Linked DNA regions of Oryctolagus cuniculus: region 1 is linked to region 2. A link is a contact called in public Hi-C data. All regions are on one chromosome and are shown on one strand. The core of a region is the stretch at or near the end of the contact, and the rest is flanking DNA. Distances in the headings are between cores, read along the strand shown.

The links. Hi-C and Micro-C count contacts between places; a contact is called where the count stands out from the background.
Region 1: a Hi-C map of psoas muscle shows a contact between it and region 2, with 5 times the contacts expected there. The contact joins two enhancer-like sites. A contact is called at or near these places in 3 of 6 Hi-C or Micro-C datasets (ear pinna, psoas muscle and an unstated tissue).

What each region holds. Positions count from the first base shown.
Region 1 is chr20:23,016,029-23,021,113 of mOryCun1.1, forward strand. It overlaps POMT2 (protein O-mannosyltransferase 2), which reads right to left. Exons shown (of 21, transcript XM_002719630.5): 15 at 4,368-4,444; 16 at 2,302-2,373; 17 at 1,962-2,021; 18 at 1,754-1,859; 19 at 689-829; 20 at 447-546. Among named protein-coding and RNA genes, the nearest start is that of NGB, 9.3 kb to the left of the region's middle. Within about 2 kb of position 3,298, at least 1 of the 8 cell types and tissues checked has an H3K27ac peak or open chromatin away from gene starts, as enhancers often do.
Region 2 is chr20:22,916,449-22,921,682 of mOryCun1.1, forward strand. No RefSeq gene overlaps it. Among named protein-coding and RNA genes, the nearest start is that of TMEM63C, 4.8 kb to the right of the region's middle. Within about 2 kb of position 3,028, at least 1 of the 8 cell types and tissues checked has an H3K27ac peak or open chromatin away from gene starts, as enhancers often do.

The sequences.
Region 1 (5,085 bases), core at 2,048-4,547, 100 kb after region 2:
GGTGTGGGCCATTCGACTCGAGTGTTTGTCAAAATGTGATTTAAGGCCCCTGGACAGGCATGTGCTCGCCAGGACGCCAGTGCGGCTCAGCAGGACACCCACAGGGCTTGCAGAGAGGGCGAAGCAGGCGGGCTCTCCAAACAACTGTCCCCTCCCAGCGGCCCCCAGACCACCCCATTCCTAGTCTTCCCATCCTCTCCCGCCCCTCACGGACAGCAGTTCTGGCAAGGAGCCAGTGGGATGAAAGAGGGCTGGCCCAAAAGCTGGAAACTACTGGCAGAGCAGAGAACGCACAGTTCGCTTCCTGCTGCTGCTCCTTGCTGCACATTAGGGTCACCTGGGGGCTGTCACCTGAACCAGAGCCCTCGGGGTGGGGGCCAGGCGGCTGGGGAAGGCAGAACGCACCAGGCTGAGCGTCACTGAGCCCACGCAGGGGACATGCATACCTGTAGGCAGTTCCCAGGAGCAGGCTCAGGATTCCCACCACATGGATGCCCTTGGCCAAGCGCCAGGCACAGAGCCGCAGGAGGGTGTCCCACAGGATGCCTGGTGGGGAGGGAAACCCACAGCAGCCCGTGAGGACGCACTTCTGGAGCACAGAAGTCAGGGAGCAGAGACTGCCCTCAGCTCTGCTGCTCCCTGTCCCCGCCCCTGCTCTGTCTCCCAAGGCCAAGTGGGTGGCGCTGACCTGTCAACATGCTGGAGAAGAGCATGGCTGGGAAGTAGTGGTGGAAGTACAGGACGCGGCCCATCAGGAAGAACGGGAAGTAGTGCAGCATCCAGCCGAGCAGGACCTGGCCACCTCCTCGCAGCAGGACCTGGGACAGCCCTGGGCCCAAACAGCACAGCCCCGGTCAGAGGCAGGGAGAGGGCAGAGATCCGGAGTTCCAGCCCAGCTCTGTCCCTTCCTTGCGCTGTGACCAAGTCACTACCCTTACCTCTCCATTCCTTCTCTCATGCAGACCAACCCAAATGACTCTATGGCAACCAGAGGAAAGAACTGGGTCTCAAAAGCCCTGGTCAACACCCAGCATGAGAGGTTCTTGGCACCAATGACAAGGGCACCACACACCAGCACGAGGCCACAGCTGGTGTCTGGGAAAAGGGCTCGCCTCTAATAAAGCCATAACCCTCGCCCCTGGAGATGGCTTCCCCCTCCCTCTCTACCTCTCTATCTTTACCACTGCACACAGCTTGCAGCAGCGGTCAGAGACACAGACAGACCAGACAGAACGGAGGGACGTGTATCTGGGGCAGTAACTGTTCAGACAGGGGCTGCAGGGGTCAGAGGCCTGTGTGGGCATCTCAGATACTGTGGTCCATGGTCCAGCAGCTAAAGTCACCAGGAACAGCAATGGGTTGCTCCTCCCTTGGCCCAGCGGCTCTGTCTACACACTAGAGGACAGGGCCGTGGAACGAGGAGGAGCAGAAGAAAGATGGGCTGCTCCAGACATGGTGCACAGGTTCAAAGTGAAGTCAGACTGCTCGGCTTGAACCTCAGCTCTTCCACTGACCACTGCTGTGTGCTGGGACACATTTCAATCTCACTGTGCCTAATCCACAGAAATCCACAGAAAGCGGGGCCTAACACTCCACTCCACGGGGTTGCTGGGAGGGTGGAAAGTACAAAAAAGAAGGAAAAACACAGGATGTGGAAGGCAAGGGATGCCCCGTCAGGAGCCAGCATGCCCCAGGGGCACAGGTCCCCGCTGCCAACTGCTGGGTCGAAGTAGGGAGAGCCCAGGGACCTGACCTTCGACCTCCGCTGGCAGCTGCACCCCTCTCTGCATGGCTACAGCAATGATGCTCCCCGAGAGGAGGTAGACAGCAATGCTCAGCAGATTCAGCCACCAAACCACCTGCGGAGAGACGGGAACTGGAGGAGCACGGAAAGCAGCAGCTCCCGCGGCTTCCCACGGGCAAGTGCTTGCGGGCCTGGGCTGGGGCTGGTGGGCACTCACCGGGTTGCCAAGCAGATAGACGCGGAAGTCCGTGTCATTGGCCCCTGAGAAGCGCAGGCCCTGTGGAGAGGACACCCTGCTGACCCAGGGCCCAGCTCATCCCAGCCACCCCCTTCTAGCGGAGGGAGACCGGTCGCCTTTCACAGGTGGCTCAGAGTATGCAAATTCTGCACGAGCTCTGTGGGAAGGCAGGGTCAGAATCAGGGCAGAGAGCAGAGCCCAGTCTCTGGGTAACCTCCCAGATGGCCGCCCGCCACCCCAGCACGCCAGCCCGCCCTGCCCAGTCTCAACGGTCTCTTTTAGCTCCATTTCCAGGGAGGAGTCCAGCCTTGGGCCCTACCTGATAGTTGATAGGCCAGTGCCAGGGTTTAGACGTGAACTCATTGTCCTTGGGTTTGAGGCCATTGTTGCCCTGCAGGGAGGTGCAAAGACAGGCTGGTCAGGACAGAGAGCTAGAGAGGACAGAAAGCGAAGCGCGAGCATCCCTGAGAGCCTGCCCAGTGCGCAGTGCCAGCAGCAGTCTGCCTCGCAGGGAAGCCAGGTGCGCCTTCTCTCCCTACGGCCTACAGCCCCACCCACAGCCATACAAGCAGGCCCCCTCTTGCCCCCAGATATGGTCCACTCAGACCTCGGCTGCAGAGAAAGGGATTTGTTTCTTTGGGCACAAAACACCCATCTGCTAAGCCAAGGACAATGAACTGCCTCCCAGAACCTTACTAACCCCTCCTCCGAGGGTTTGGAATTAGTGTGCTGGCCTCCGTACGGCAGCTGGGACACTCCTGCACAGCGGTGTCCGGCCCACGAGGACTAGCTGCACAGCCCCGGCAGCACTCCGGCCACCTGAAGGCCTTGAACTACGGAACGACCCGGGACCCCTGGAGTAGAGGGAGGGGAAACTGATTCCTTCAAAGCAGCTCAGTTTGGTCTGACACTTCAGCGCTCCAGCAGACCTGCAACAAGCCCAGGGCCTCCGACCCACTGCCTTAAACGCTGCCGAGTTCAGCTCTTCTACTAACGCAAGATGGAAGGAAGGGAACACCATAGCCAGTACAGGCGCGTGAGTCTGTCGGTTCTCCAGGCTTTCTCTCTGAGCAGGCTTGTTCCAGCCAACTGCACCAGGCAAACCAGCCTTCCCCACGCACATCGAAGGAATCCACTTAGCCTGCAGAACAGCACCCTACTGTTTCCCTAGGGTTTCAGTAGTCTAGACTTCTCTTAGGTAATGAAAGGAGAAATGAAACTCTTTGGACCTCGTCTTGAAATTCTACCCACACCCAGAATGCTGTTCTGCCTGACAGGCACATAGTCCAAGAGCTCTGTCATCAGACCGCAGTGACAGCTACAAGCAGACTGTCAGAGAAGAAGTGACCCAGAGACTGCTTCATGTCAACTCACACTTCCCGGGGGGAAAATGACAACATCTGAATTTAAAGTTTAATGTGTGAAGTAAGTCAGCTGCATTTACTGAGTACAGCTTCCATAAGCACCTCTAGGGAGCTCCACTTGACAACGGCTCACCAGGGGAGGAACCGCAACTGCTACTCGGCCCCGCAGCCCTGTGGGTTGACTGATAACCACCATCTGGCTTGAGACACAGCTCTTCTTCAACTTGTAGAACAGGTTTCCCATAAGTCCGAGGAAGGGGGTCTCTCACTGAACAGCGGGTGTCCCCCAGTTCACAGGGGGAAATTTAGGCTAGTGATAGAATTGTCTCAACTTTAAGATTCATCTCTCAATTTTCCTTAAAGCTTTGATGCACAATTCTATCAGCTAAAAACAGAGTGAAAATAATGAGTCTTAGAAAACCTTAAAAAAGAAATCAACCATGCTCCTTAAATAGTTTCTGTCCAGAAATACGAGTGGGCTGGCTATGGACAGGATTTCATGCTACATCCAAACCACACACTCAGGCCGGCTGTTCATCCTAACTGACCCCAATCTCACATGACAGAACAAACTATGAGTATCTCGGGATCTCAACCAGGAACTGAGATTTTCATGAACTCTGTCACTTGAACAGATCTGAAAAATCACCTGGAGGCAGGGGAGTGCGGCTGCAACCGGCAGTGACTGAAAGCCTGATGGCCCCTGCCAGAGCTTGGGTCCACCTCTTAAACTCAGCTGCATGGCCCTGGACAAGATCCTCAACCTCCCCGTGCTTCACTGCCCTCATCTGTAACTGGGGATGACAATAACCTCCACAGGACTACAGTAAACATGAAAGGACTTAATATAAACTCAGTGTTTGTGTCACCATCATCATCACGATCATTCTTATTCTGGGATAGGGAAGTAAACCAGCAAGTGATGATGCTTTCAGAGTCCCCCACAAGGGGGCAGTGGATCTATAGCAAACTTGCACCTGCCAGACGTCTTAGAAAGCCATGGAAGAAGGGGCCACAGTACCCGGATCATGACCATGTGGGACTCCAGCAAGATCTCAGGAAAACTGGGCTGAAGCACCTCCAGGCTGATGTTTGGCACTGGAAAAAACAGACAGGAGAAAGCCTCTGTCATTCATTTTCCCACGCAGTGTGTCTGTCCATGAACCCCCACAGCCACCAGAGCCCAGGTGCAGACTTCCTGACGGCCTAAAGACCAGCTGGGAGTGTCGAGGGCTATCTGTTCAGTGGGCATTAAGTACGCACCAGGTACTCTGAGAGATACAAAGGAAAGAGACAGCAAGCCCCTCCTCCTGGGGTCCCAGCAGTTCTTGACCTCTGGGCTCAAATGCTGCCCTCCTGTTAGGCAAAAGGTCTATGAGGAAGGGACCGAGTCTACCTAACCATGAGGGCATCCACAGGGCTCCTCCTGGTTTGTGGCACACCCAGAAAGGGGTGTTCAATGAGTTAATTAGTAGTTTGGGTTAGATTAGGTAGTAAGAATGAGACAGAAAGCACGGAGGGAAAGGGCAATCAGGCATGAATTTGAAGGGGGCAGTTCAGGAAAACAGAGGACTAATCCCGTGCTGTACGGAGTTGATGTTAAGTGCACATGTCAAGCAGAGCCTGTGAGCCAAGACGTGTGCTCAGCTCGGGGCTGTGGCCAGGGCTTTCTGAAATGGTGCCGGCTTGATGCAGGGTGAGAGGCCATAAAGGCAAAGTGCCAGCCTGCTCTAAGCCTT
Region 2 (5,234 bases), core at 1,778-4,277:
TCAAACCCGGGCATTCCCAGCCCGGATGCAGGCAGCGCCAGAGGCCTCCTGAGGGCGCCAGCCCTGCCACACCCTGCAAAGGCGCTCCTCTCACTCCTTTCTTCTTCCCATGGAGGGGTCTGGCTCCCTGGGGCACCCTTGGGCGAGCATGGGAGGCCGTGAGTCCTGGGGCCCCTCCTGCTGCTTTTCCAGGCACTCTCCTCCCCGCCCATGAGAAGGGCGCCTTCCAGCCCTGTAGGGGGTCCTGCGCGGAAGGCCCTGTCCTGGCCGCCTGCTCTGGGCCCCAGCCGCTCCTGAGCCCCACCTCTGCCCCCACTGGGCACCCGGGCAGCGGGAAGGGTGTGGAGGGCGGACAGGAGGGGTCAAGGCTGCCTGGGCCTGCCTCGTGGGAACAGGAATTGGAGACCCGGAGCTGGCTTTCCTGAGCTTCTACTGCTCCCACAACAAACCCCACTCCCCAGACACACAACACACACACACAGACACTCACACGTGCACAAGCCTGCACACGCGGATCCGCACATGCACACACCTTCGTCCTAATTCTCCTAGGCAGCACACTCTTATAAAAAAGATTGATTGATTGATTTGAAAGGCAGAGTTACAGAGAGAAGAGAGAGAGAGAGAGAGAGAGAGATCTTCCATTTGTCGGTTCACTCCCCAAATGACCACAATGGCCTGGGCTGGGCCAGGCTGAAGCCAGGAGCCAGGAACTCATCTGGGTCTCCCATGCGGGTGGCAGGGAGCACTCGGGCTGTCTTCCACTGCTTTCCCAGGCGCCTTAACAGGGACATGGACCACAAGTGGAGCAGCAGGAACTCAAACCAGCGCTCACGTGAGAAGCCGGTGGTGTCGCAGGCCGTCCACAACGCCGCCCGGCATTGCACTCTCTGAGCTCTGAAGTCAGACCGACAGGGAGTGTTCTTCCACACACTGCGCTACCGCTTTTACTTTACTTTAATTTTAAGATAAATTTCTTTATTTGGAAGACAATGACAGTGAAAGAGAGAGAGAGAGAGAGAGATCTCCCATCTGCTGTTTAGTTCCCAGATGCCTGCAACAGCCAGGGCTGGGCCGGACGGAAGCCAGGAGCAGGGAGCTCCGTCCAGGTCTCCCACGTGGGTGGCAGAGACCCTGGTACCTGAGCCCTCCCTGCTGCCTCCCAGGCCGCCTGAGCAGGAGGCTGGACCGGAAGCAGCCGGCTCCGACTCGCACTCTCCACACAGGATGCGGCTGCCCCACGCAGCGTCTGGAGCGCCACGCCAAGTGCCTGCCCTGTGTCGCGGTGTTTAGACCGCGGTGTCTCCTTGAAGCGCTACCTGAGACTTGAACCACACACACAGGCTGCAGTGCCATGGCCCCCCTGTCTGAGGCAGGCAGGGAGGTAGCTAGCCAGAAGGAGCTGACTCACCAGCCCCTCCCTGTAGCCCCGCCTGCCCTGCTCAAGGCTCCCACCCCTCCCCACCCGAGGGGCAAAAACCTGCAGCTTCCCCCAAACCACCACTCAGAACCAGCGAGGCCAAAAAGAACCAACACAGCTGCCAGCACGTCCCCATGAGGACTTTCAGCTCACTGCAACGTCATCACAGCCAGATTACCGGGGCAGCGCTATGCATAGTGGGTAAAGCTGCTGCTTGCAGCGCCGGCATCCCATAGGGGCGCCGGTTCGAGTCCTGGCTGCTCCTCTTCCAATCCAGCTCTCTGCTGTGGCCTGGGAAAGCAGCAGAAGATGGCCCAAGTCCTTGGCCCCTGCACCCGCATGGGAGACCTGGAGGAAGCTCCTGGCTCCTGGATTTGGCCTGACCCAACTCTGGCTGTTGTGGCCATTTTGAGGAGTGAACCAGTAGATGGAAGATCTCTCTCTCTCTCTCTCTCTCTCTCTCTCTCTCTCTCTCTCTCTCTCCATCCCTCCTTCTCTCTTTGTATCTCTGCCTTTCAAGTAAATAAATAAATCTTTTTTAAAAAGATTACCATGGTTGGCCCTCCTAACACCACGACACTTCGGAGATCTCCCAAAAAGGGCAAGTGTGGGGAGAGGGAGAGGAAGAGGGAGAGGGGGAGGAGGAGGGAAAGGGGGAGAGGAAGAGGGAGAGAGGAAGAGGGGGAGGGGGAGGGGAAGAGGAAGAGGGGGAGGGGGAGGGGGAGGGGAGGGAGAGGGGGAGGGGGAGGGAAAGGGGGAGGGGAACAGGGAGAGAGGAAGAGGGGGAGGGGAGGGGGAGGGGAAGAGGGGGAGGGGGAGGGGGAGGGATCGTCCCTCTGCTGTTCACTCCCCAAATGCCTGTGCTACCCAGGGCTGGGCAGGGCTGCAGCCAGGAGCGCAGAGCTCCCTCTGGTCTCCCGGCTCCGTGGCAGGGGCCCTCCCCTCCTGCCCCTGCAGCCCCTCGAGTGTGCGTTTTTGCTCTGTGTGCAACCACAGCTTGTGTCTCTGCTGACCTGCACCCAGGGCTCTGTCTCCGGTCCGAGACAGAGCCTGGCCCCACGCACCCCACACCTCCTCTCTCCCCAGCGTTGGTCTGCAGATGGGAGCCCTGATGGGGCTGAGTGTGCACAGACACACACATACACACACACACAGGCCAGTGCACTGCTCACACTCAGCGCACCCAGACCTCCTGCCATTTCTAAGGGCTGCGACTCACGCGTGTTACAGCTGCTACCATGGTTCCTGAGTGAGTGTCCCACCTGGGCGCTTAGCCCACGTGCTGTGTGCTGGCCACATCTGCGGGACTGGCTCCCCTCAACCCTCACAGCTGGAATCTCTAGTCACTGACCTGAGGGGAGGGTGCATGGACCCCAACGCCCCGTGCCCTGCGCACCAGCCTAGGGAGGAAGGACCCGGGAAGGGGCGGGTCCACGGATTGGGCAGTCCCCTGCCCTCGAGATGGGGTCAGAGACTGAGACCTTTCAGCCCACGAGGGTGGGCGCCACAGGGAGGGGAAGCACTGGACAGGGAGGGGGAGGGGGAGGGGCCGCAGCGGCACTGGAGCCCGAGCAGGATCTCGCCCAGCTTTCTTGCTGAGTCATTCCCACCCGAGAAGGGGGCGGGCCTGCTGTGAGGGGAGAGGGAGGAGCAGCCCTGCACCCCCTCCCCCAGGCTCGCACACACCCAGCAGCGACAGGCTTTCTCACTGATGTAAAAGCCACGGAGGAAAAAGGGCAGGTGGCCCTGGGTGGCGCTGTCCCCAGCTGCCCCTTCTCCTCCCCCCCTGCCTGCCCCTAGGGTGACCAACAACAGGCTGGCAGGCGGTCCTGGGGACAGGTGGGACCAGCCATTCTGGGCCTGCGCCTGCCCCTGGCCACGTTCCCTTGCCAATCACGCCACCTGGTCCTGCAGGGGACAGCAGCCTTCCTGGCTGGGAGGTGTAGTCTGATGGGACAGCTGTGCTGCGGCGGGGGACAGGCGGGCAAGGCTGGATCCCATGGGGAGGGGCTGCCTGCTCGCAGCAGGGGTCTGGACGGGCTAGAGGCTTGGGGGCAGGCTGAAAGGAGAACAGAAAGCGCTCTGTGTCAGTATAAAGTCCTCACACCCCGGGGCGGGTGCTGCAGCACAGGGGTGGAGCCACGGCCTGTGACACCGACGTCCCACGTGCATGCTGGTTCAAGTCCCTTCTCTCTCTTTCTCTTCCTCCTCCCGTAACTCTGCTTTTCAAATAAATAAAATACTTTTTTAGAAAACGTTTCCAAACCCAGATGTTGCCCAGCTCCCTGCTCTGTACAGAGCTTATGCGCAAGCCTGGTTTTGTCAGGATTCAAATAGAAACATGTTTCCTTGTCTCTAATCACAGTCTCCCCCCACATCTTCTCCTCCACCCCTGAGCAGTCTTCCTGACAGAGTCGTCTGGTCACCTGCAGTTATTGAAAGTCCAGATCAGTCCCGTTTAAAAGCTGAGCATCAGGAGTGGGTGTTTGGCCTCGCGGTTGAGGCACCCACCTCCCCCGCTGTAGTATCTGGTTCAATACCCGGCTCCAGGTCCTTTTCTATCTCTGCTTCTCAAATACTTTTTTTAAAGAATCCTTATTTTCTTTTCCTTTTTTTCTTTAAAAGTCTATTTATTTCTTTGAAAAGCAGAGTTGCAGAGAGGCACAAGCAGAGAGAGAGAGGGAGGGAGGGAGGGAGGGAGATGGAGTTCTTCCATCTGCTCCCCAAATGGCCAGAATGGCTGGAGCTGAGCTGATCCAAAGCCAGAAGCCAGGAGCTTCCTCTGGGTTTCCCGCATGGGTGCAGGGGCCCAAGGACTTGGGCCATCTTCTACTGCTTTCCCAGGCCATAGCAGAGAGCTGGATCGGAAGTGGAGCAGCTTGGATTGGAACCGGTGTCCATATGGGACGCTGGCACTGCAGACGGCAGCTTTACCTGCTACTCCACAGTGCCACCCCCCCCCCAAAATAATTCTTAGAAAAGCTAAACACTGTATGCAAAGACAGGCTATCTCCCCCACCCCATGCCCGTTTGTGCCAAGCCGGGCTGGGAATGGGGAGGGGGACAAGGCCTTCCCTCCCTCCCTCCCCCTTCGGAGTCCTTTCATTCCCTGGGTTTCTGGTTGGGGTGTGCTGGGGTTGGGCAGTGAGGGTGGGAGGGGAGCAGCCGCAGGTCAGCTTTGCCGGCTGATCCGTGATTCCTAGGGGCAGGATTCCCACTGGGGCGCGTGCTGGAGGAGTCTGCGCAGAAGGTGGCTCGGCCCGCGTTTTCCCAAGGCCCTCTCAGCTCAGCCCCTGGAGACCCACACTGAACTCCCTGCCTGGGGACTCCCCAGGGTTCTCTGGCCCCTCTGCCGGCCCTGGCTCTGCCTGGTGGGCTCTGTCCATTCTCCTGACTGTCCCTGCCTCCCCTGGGCCCCAGATGCCTGTCTTTAGCGGGGGGGGGGGGGGCGAGAGCCTGAGCACCTGTGCCCCCGCCGGGGAGCAGGGCTGGCCTGCAGCCTGTGCAGCTCAGAAGTACTCCACACTCTGTGCCGTGGTCTGCTTGCTCTCTTGCAATTACTCAGCACTTTTTAGCCACGACCACTTGTTTTCACTCGACACTGGAGCCCAACAATTCTGTAGCTGGTCTTGGCCATTGCCACCTGCTCGAAGACAGAGAGGGGTGGTTCTGTGAGGGTGGGAGCGGCAGGGCTGGTTCTGGAGCCTGCCAGCGCCTCCGGAGGTGCAGCGACCTATTTCGCAGTGTTTGTTTCAAAGACAGACAAACCTGCCACCAGGTGGTTCACGCTCTCAAACTCCTGAAGCCAGGAGGG